Linked DNA regions of Mus musculus: region 2 is linked to region 1. Evidence: chromatin contacts called from public HiChIP or PLAC-seq data. All regions are on one chromosome and are shown on one strand. Each heading gives the region's core, a stretch centred on a gene start, on an enhancer-like site or on the middle of the called end of the contact. The rest is flanking DNA. Distances are from core to core; before and after follow the strand shown. Region 1 holds the start of Garre1 (granule associated Rac and RHOG effector 1). Region 2 overlaps Lsm14a (LSM14A mRNA processing body assembly factor).

Region 1 (2,700 bases), core at 101-2,600:
AACAATGGTTACCTGGATGACTATACTGCCACTTGGGAAATATGTCTTAAAAATAAAAACAAATACAAAGGCAAGGCCTCTTGGCCTGTGTCTTTAATTCTAGCACTTGAGAAACTGAAGCAGAGAGATCTCTGTGAGCTTAAGGCCAATCTGGTCTACACCGTGGGGGTCTGTTCAAAATAAGTATGAGTAAATAAACAAATTTTTTAAAAAAGGTTAAAAATGTTAAAGCAATTATGAGAAGCAAACACAGATGTAATTTTCTACAACAGTGCGTTTGAGGTTTCCAAGCATATCCACAAGGAGAAAAACGGAATGTTACCTTTGACCCCCATTTGTAAATTTAGCCGAAGACAATAATCAAATAAATCCTTTTTGCCACAAGTGTTTTTTCTTGTGACAGGGACAATCAAATATTCATTAGAGTTTGGATAAATTATGGTACTCGATGTTCTACTACAAAACCTCTAAGAGTGACAGTATATATATCTGCACTTACTGATGTCACCAAAATGTTAGGAGCGGTTGTCACCGAGTCGCCGTGGTCATTTTCCCTCCTGACACTTTGTATACAGTGGCGAGTGTTTTTTACAAGGACAGAAGAATGAATCGCTTTCATAATGGCAACGGGTGGGGAAGGGCAAGGACAATCTATTTTCAAACTGGGGGCTCCCCAGGCTGATCGTTTCCCAGGCAATTTTGGTTAAAGTATAAACAAAATTCTTATCATGCCAAACAGGCATGCTCTTTTTCCCCTGCTCCACGAGGAGCAGGAAGACACACCCCTGACCCCGGCGCTCGCCCGACGGGTGTGGGTCCTTCCTCAGTCCTAGCCCAGCCTCGGCCCTCCTCTGACCCCCGCCGCGCCCACGGGCTCAGAGGGAGCCAGGAAGGGGCGCGCGGCCGGCCGGGGAGCCGCGGGGCGGCCTGAGGGCAGCGGCGCCCGCCTGTGCCCGTGGACCCAGGTCGCCCACAGGCCGCCAGCCCCGGGCGCACGGCGCCCCGAGCTTCCGGGAGCGGATCCCCCGCGGCGGCCCAAGGCAGCCGCGTCCTTCAGCGCCAACGCGCCCCTCAGGGTCTCGTCCCGGGCGCGCGCCGAGAGGCCCCTCCGGGCTTCCGTCCGCCCGGCCAGCGCCCGCCGAGCCCGGCGTCCTCCACAGCAGGCGGGCGAGGGACGGCGCCGAGGGAAGCGGCACCCCGCGAGCTCGCCTCGATGCCAGTCGCCCTTGCGACCCGCCGCCCGCTACCCCTAGCCAGTCCCCGCCGACCCGAGCCCGCTGGCGACCGTACCTCACCTGCGAAGCGCCCCGGCTCCGGCGCACCGCCCGGACCGGCTGTGTACACCGGAAGTGACGTCGGCGGGCGGCCCCGCCCCCGCCCCAGGCGGTCGCTGCGGTTTCCCCGGCCGGAGCCCACCCTCCCCTCGTGCTGGATGGGCGGCGGCGAAGCTCTGCGTTCCCTCCCTGTTTCCAGACCTAGTCGGAACCCTGCTGAGGGGCTCGGTTGCGTCCTCGCGTATTTATCATTGAAATTAATGATAGAACCATTGATCGCTAGACATCACACCTGACAGACGATGTAGGAGCGGGATAGTACTAGCACCCTCAGGGATTGCTTCGTGAGCGGTGCCAACAGAATACTACTGTCACAAATCACTGTAATGATGTAGTGCCATTTGTGGCAGATGGTAGGAGGGGAAAGTAGAAGAGAGAAGGAGAGAGTACCCCGACCCAATGGAAGTGGATGTCCAGATAATTACCCTCCGGGTTAGATCAAGAGCTAAGATCCCTAAAAGAAAAAGGAAAAAAAAAAAAAAAAAAAAGGAATTTTAAAACAAAACCTGAGGAGGACTACATGACAGCACACAGCAAAACACAAATAGGCGAAAGGGACCCGAGATCGTAGCTCGGAGATAGAGTACTACTCAACTTGTCAGGGGCACATATTACAGCCCCAGGGTTTTGCAATGAGAGTTTGGGAGGTTAAGACACATGTTTTAGGCTGGGAGTGGTGGTGCATACCTTTAAGTCCCAGTCACTCAGAAGACAGAAGCAGGCAGATTTCTATGAATTTGAACCCTGCCTGGTCTACATAGCAAATCCAGGGCTAGCCAAGGCTACATAGAACCTGTCTCAAAAAAAAAAAAAAAAAAAAAAACCACACACACACAAAAGGTGAATAATTATCAAATGTTTCATTGTCAGAAAACTAGAGAAGATAGGATTTATCTAAGAACATTCCAAACTCCCTGTTTTAAACAAGGGCTTATTTGGCAGTACTTGGGAAGCTGTCAGGATTGCCCAGACTCGAGGTCTGAAACCCGGAGGCAGGAATGGTTGTATCAGGCTGAAATCCAGTTTAGTGGTAAAGCACTTACTTAGCACAGGACAGGCATTGGGTTCACCCTCAGCATTAGGGGAAAGTATGGATGTAGATTTTGATGCAGTATTTGAAAACAACAAAATCTTTCAGGACTGGGTTGTGCTTGGCCCCAGATCCTAGGGTGCTAGAGACTCAGTGATCATTAAAGGTCCACCCAGGTCAGGGGCTACAAAGTTGACGTTCTCACAGTGATAAAGATGAAAGACATAAACACTTAGAGGAGTAACTGAAATGAAGGCAAATTTATTACAGAGAAATAAAGAAAAGTTAAAAAAGGGTGGTTGTGGGGCTGGTGAGATGGCTCAGTGGGTAAGAGCA
Region 2 (2,700 bases), core at 129-2,628, 35 kb after region 1:
GAGGATATGATGGGTTCTATGTAAATACAGTATCTAGGGACTTGAGCATGAATGGATTTTGGGATTTATAGGGATTTTGGAGCCAATCCCCCTCATACACAGAATGATGGCCATACCTATCCCCCCCACCCCCCGCCTCCCCAAGAGACAGGGTTTTTCTGTGTAACTGCCCTGGCTGACCTGGAATTCAGAAATTCTTCTGCCTCTGCCTCCCAACTGTTGGGATTAAAGGTGTGTACAACCACACCCTGTACCACATCTAATTTTTACAGATGTACATCCCAGTTACAGGAGGTCAGCTACTTCCTAGTTGAAAAACTTCCTCTGAGGGTACAATACCAAACTGTGTGTTCTGTTACTTTAAACTGAAACACACATGGCAACGTACAAGCTGGTCTAGAAACAAGTACCAAACTAAAGATAGCCCTCTGTCCCCACCAAACCAACCTTCACACCTCCCAATTTCTTTCTTTCTTTTCTTTTTTTACCTTTCAGAAAGCAGTATGACCAATCCAGACCTTTTAGGGTCCAAAAGCCGTGGTTTTCTGAAAGGTTAAAAAAAAAGATAGGAGAAAGACAGGGAGAGAAAGGGGGTAAGGGAGGGAGAAGAAAATAAAAGGGGAAGGAAAGAGACTGAGTCATTTCAGATTCTTCCCACACCCGCCCAAATTTAAAAACAGAAACAAAAAAACCTCCATATATATCATTTGTCTCTCTGTGTATGCATGCCTGTGGAAGCCAGAGGACTGCCTGGCACTGGAGTTACAGGCAGATATGACATGGGTGTTGGTAACCAAACTGAGTCACCTCCAGTCTCCATTCCAAATTCCTCATTGTCTCAGGATCTCTGACTGAATATAAGACTCAAATGTATTACCCACCACAGTCACTGAAACTACTTAACAGTAGCATATGAGAAAGAAGTTGACTACACTCATATCCCAATCCAGACATCCCCTTTCTTACTGACACTCACACCAGTCAGTGCTCATACACTAAACCAGCTGATCTTAGTAAGGCTGCCCAGAGCAGCAACTTCCACTCCGGGGGTTTAGCAGGACATAATGCTTTAGAAAAGAGTTCAGTGCTCCAGGACAAAGCTTCTCGTTTCACAATGAGAATCACTGTAAATGTCTAAGGGAGTTTAGGTGTGATGGCTAATCCTGATTGTCTGTTTGACAGGATTGAGGCTGGGGGTGAGAATGAATACGGGCTTGGGGTCCTGAACTGAGAAGAGGAAGACCTGAGCAGCAGCACTCAACTGTCTTTACTTCCCAGCTGCTGGTGTCGTGTGAGCAGCCTCCTCAAGCACCCACTGCTGTGCCTTCCCTCCCTGGGTGGGTCGTTCCCTGGAACCCTTCCTGTCATAAACTACTTGTCAGGAATTTCATCTGTGGGCGTCATATAGTTGGCATTCCAAATTAATGGATGTAGTGAGGTGGTCACATATGAATGGTTTACCCAGAACAACCCAGAAAAGGGGCAAGGTCAGTCTAAGGACACAAAGTAGGTGGGACCCAAGAAATATACGGCAGAAGCAATATGTGAGACAAAACAACAAGTAGGCAAACTCACAGAAGAGGGAGTGAAAGTATCTGAGCAAGAAAGCACACATGGGTGACTGTGAGCACACCAGCATACACACAGCAGCTCACACTCACCTTCTCTCTCAAGAATACTGAAGACTGGGGTATAGCTCAGTTGAAAGAGTGCTTGCCTAGCATTCGTGAGACCCTGAGCTCAATCCCTATCACACAAAACTCAGGTATGGTGGCCCACACGTATAACTCCAGCACTTGGGAGGCAGAGGCAAGAAGATCAGAAGTTCATGATCACCTTCAACTACACAGAAATTTGAGGCCAGCCTTGGCTACTGGGATTCTGACTTTGTGTGTAAGATACCTTCTACCAATCCCTAAACATTCTAGGCAGCATTAGGTGGAAGGAAGGAAGCAAGGAAGGAAGGGAGGGAGGAAATTGTAAGTTAGAAAGAGAAAAAACAAACAAACAAACAAACACAACTCTAGATAAGAATATTGTGGGCACTCAAAAACGCACAAGGCTGCAGAGGGTGGCCCCACAGTCAACAGGACTAGACACAATACTAGATTTCTGATGAGGAGAGAGAAACAGATCATGAAACGACATATAGAATGTTTCAGACAAAATCGAAGAGTATTAAAGAAATTAAGGCTAGACAGGGTGTCATACAGCTTTAGTCACAGAGTCTGGGGTCTGTGAGTTTGAGGCCAGCCTGGTCTACATAATGAGTTTCAGGACATCCAGGGCTACACAGGAAGACCCTGTCTCAAAAGGAAAAAGAGAGAAAGGAATGAAGGAAAGACAAACCCCAAGTCAGTGGCTAATCATCAGTGTCAAGTACTCCACTTGAGGAAGAACTACTGAGCTATGCTGGGGTCACTGGTAACTCTAAGACACCAGATAAGCAAGAGCAGTCCATGATGTGAGGAGCTCTGAGCTCTGAAGGGGTCTTGTAATTGTGTGGCTGGGCACAATATCCAAGATATTAAAATCAACATAGCTGGTCCCAAAGCCACGAATACCAACGTCCTTCCACATAGACCCTCAACAATGGCTGGTTTTAAAAACTGGACAACAAAACTCCTATCAGCAAATTTTTGCAACTGTCTTTTGTTATTATCAGTGGCTCTCTGTATAACAGGATTTTGCCCTTTTCTA

The links. HiChIP or PLAC-seq counts read pairs in DNA pulled down with a chosen protein or histone mark.
Region 2: a contact with region 1 is called in a CTCF HiChIP or PLAC-seq map of the NIH/3T3 cell line, with 18 read pairs. The contact joins the enhancer-like site here to the promoter of Garre1 in region 1. A contact is called at or near these places in 3 of 39 promoter capture datasets (the C10 cell line, cranial neural crest and embryonic stem cells), 1 of 15 datasets of contacts at CTCF or cohesin (the NIH/3T3 cell line), 17 of 484 Hi-C or Micro-C datasets (the C2C12 cell line, Th1 cells, adipose-derived mesenchymal stem cells and 8 more), 12 of 115 datasets of contacts at active chromatin or transcription factors (CD8 T cells, the SCID.adh cell line, bone marrow-derived macrophages and 7 more) and 3 of 9 other capture datasets (adipose tissue, liver and pancreatic islet).

Annotation. Positions count from the first base shown.
Region 1 is chr7:34,312,197-34,314,896 of GRCm38.p6, forward strand. Garre1 (granule associated Rac and RHOG effector 1) reads right to left here and starts at 1,351. Exons shown (of 14, transcript NM_172741.3): 1 at 1,296-1,351.
Region 2 is chr7:34,347,438-34,350,137 of GRCm38.p6, forward strand. It overlaps Lsm14a (LSM14A mRNA processing body assembly factor), which reads right to left. Exons shown (of 11, transcript NM_025948.3): 10 at 489-545. The coding sequence ends at 522. Among named protein-coding and RNA genes, the nearest start is that of Garre1, 35 kb to the left of the region's middle. Within about 2 kb of position 1,379, at least 58 of the 459 cell types and tissues checked have an H3K27ac peak or open chromatin away from gene starts, as enhancers often do. A contact at or near this core is called in the C2C12 cell line, the NIH/3T3 cell line, adipose-derived mesenchymal stem cells and 6 more, where this site is marked.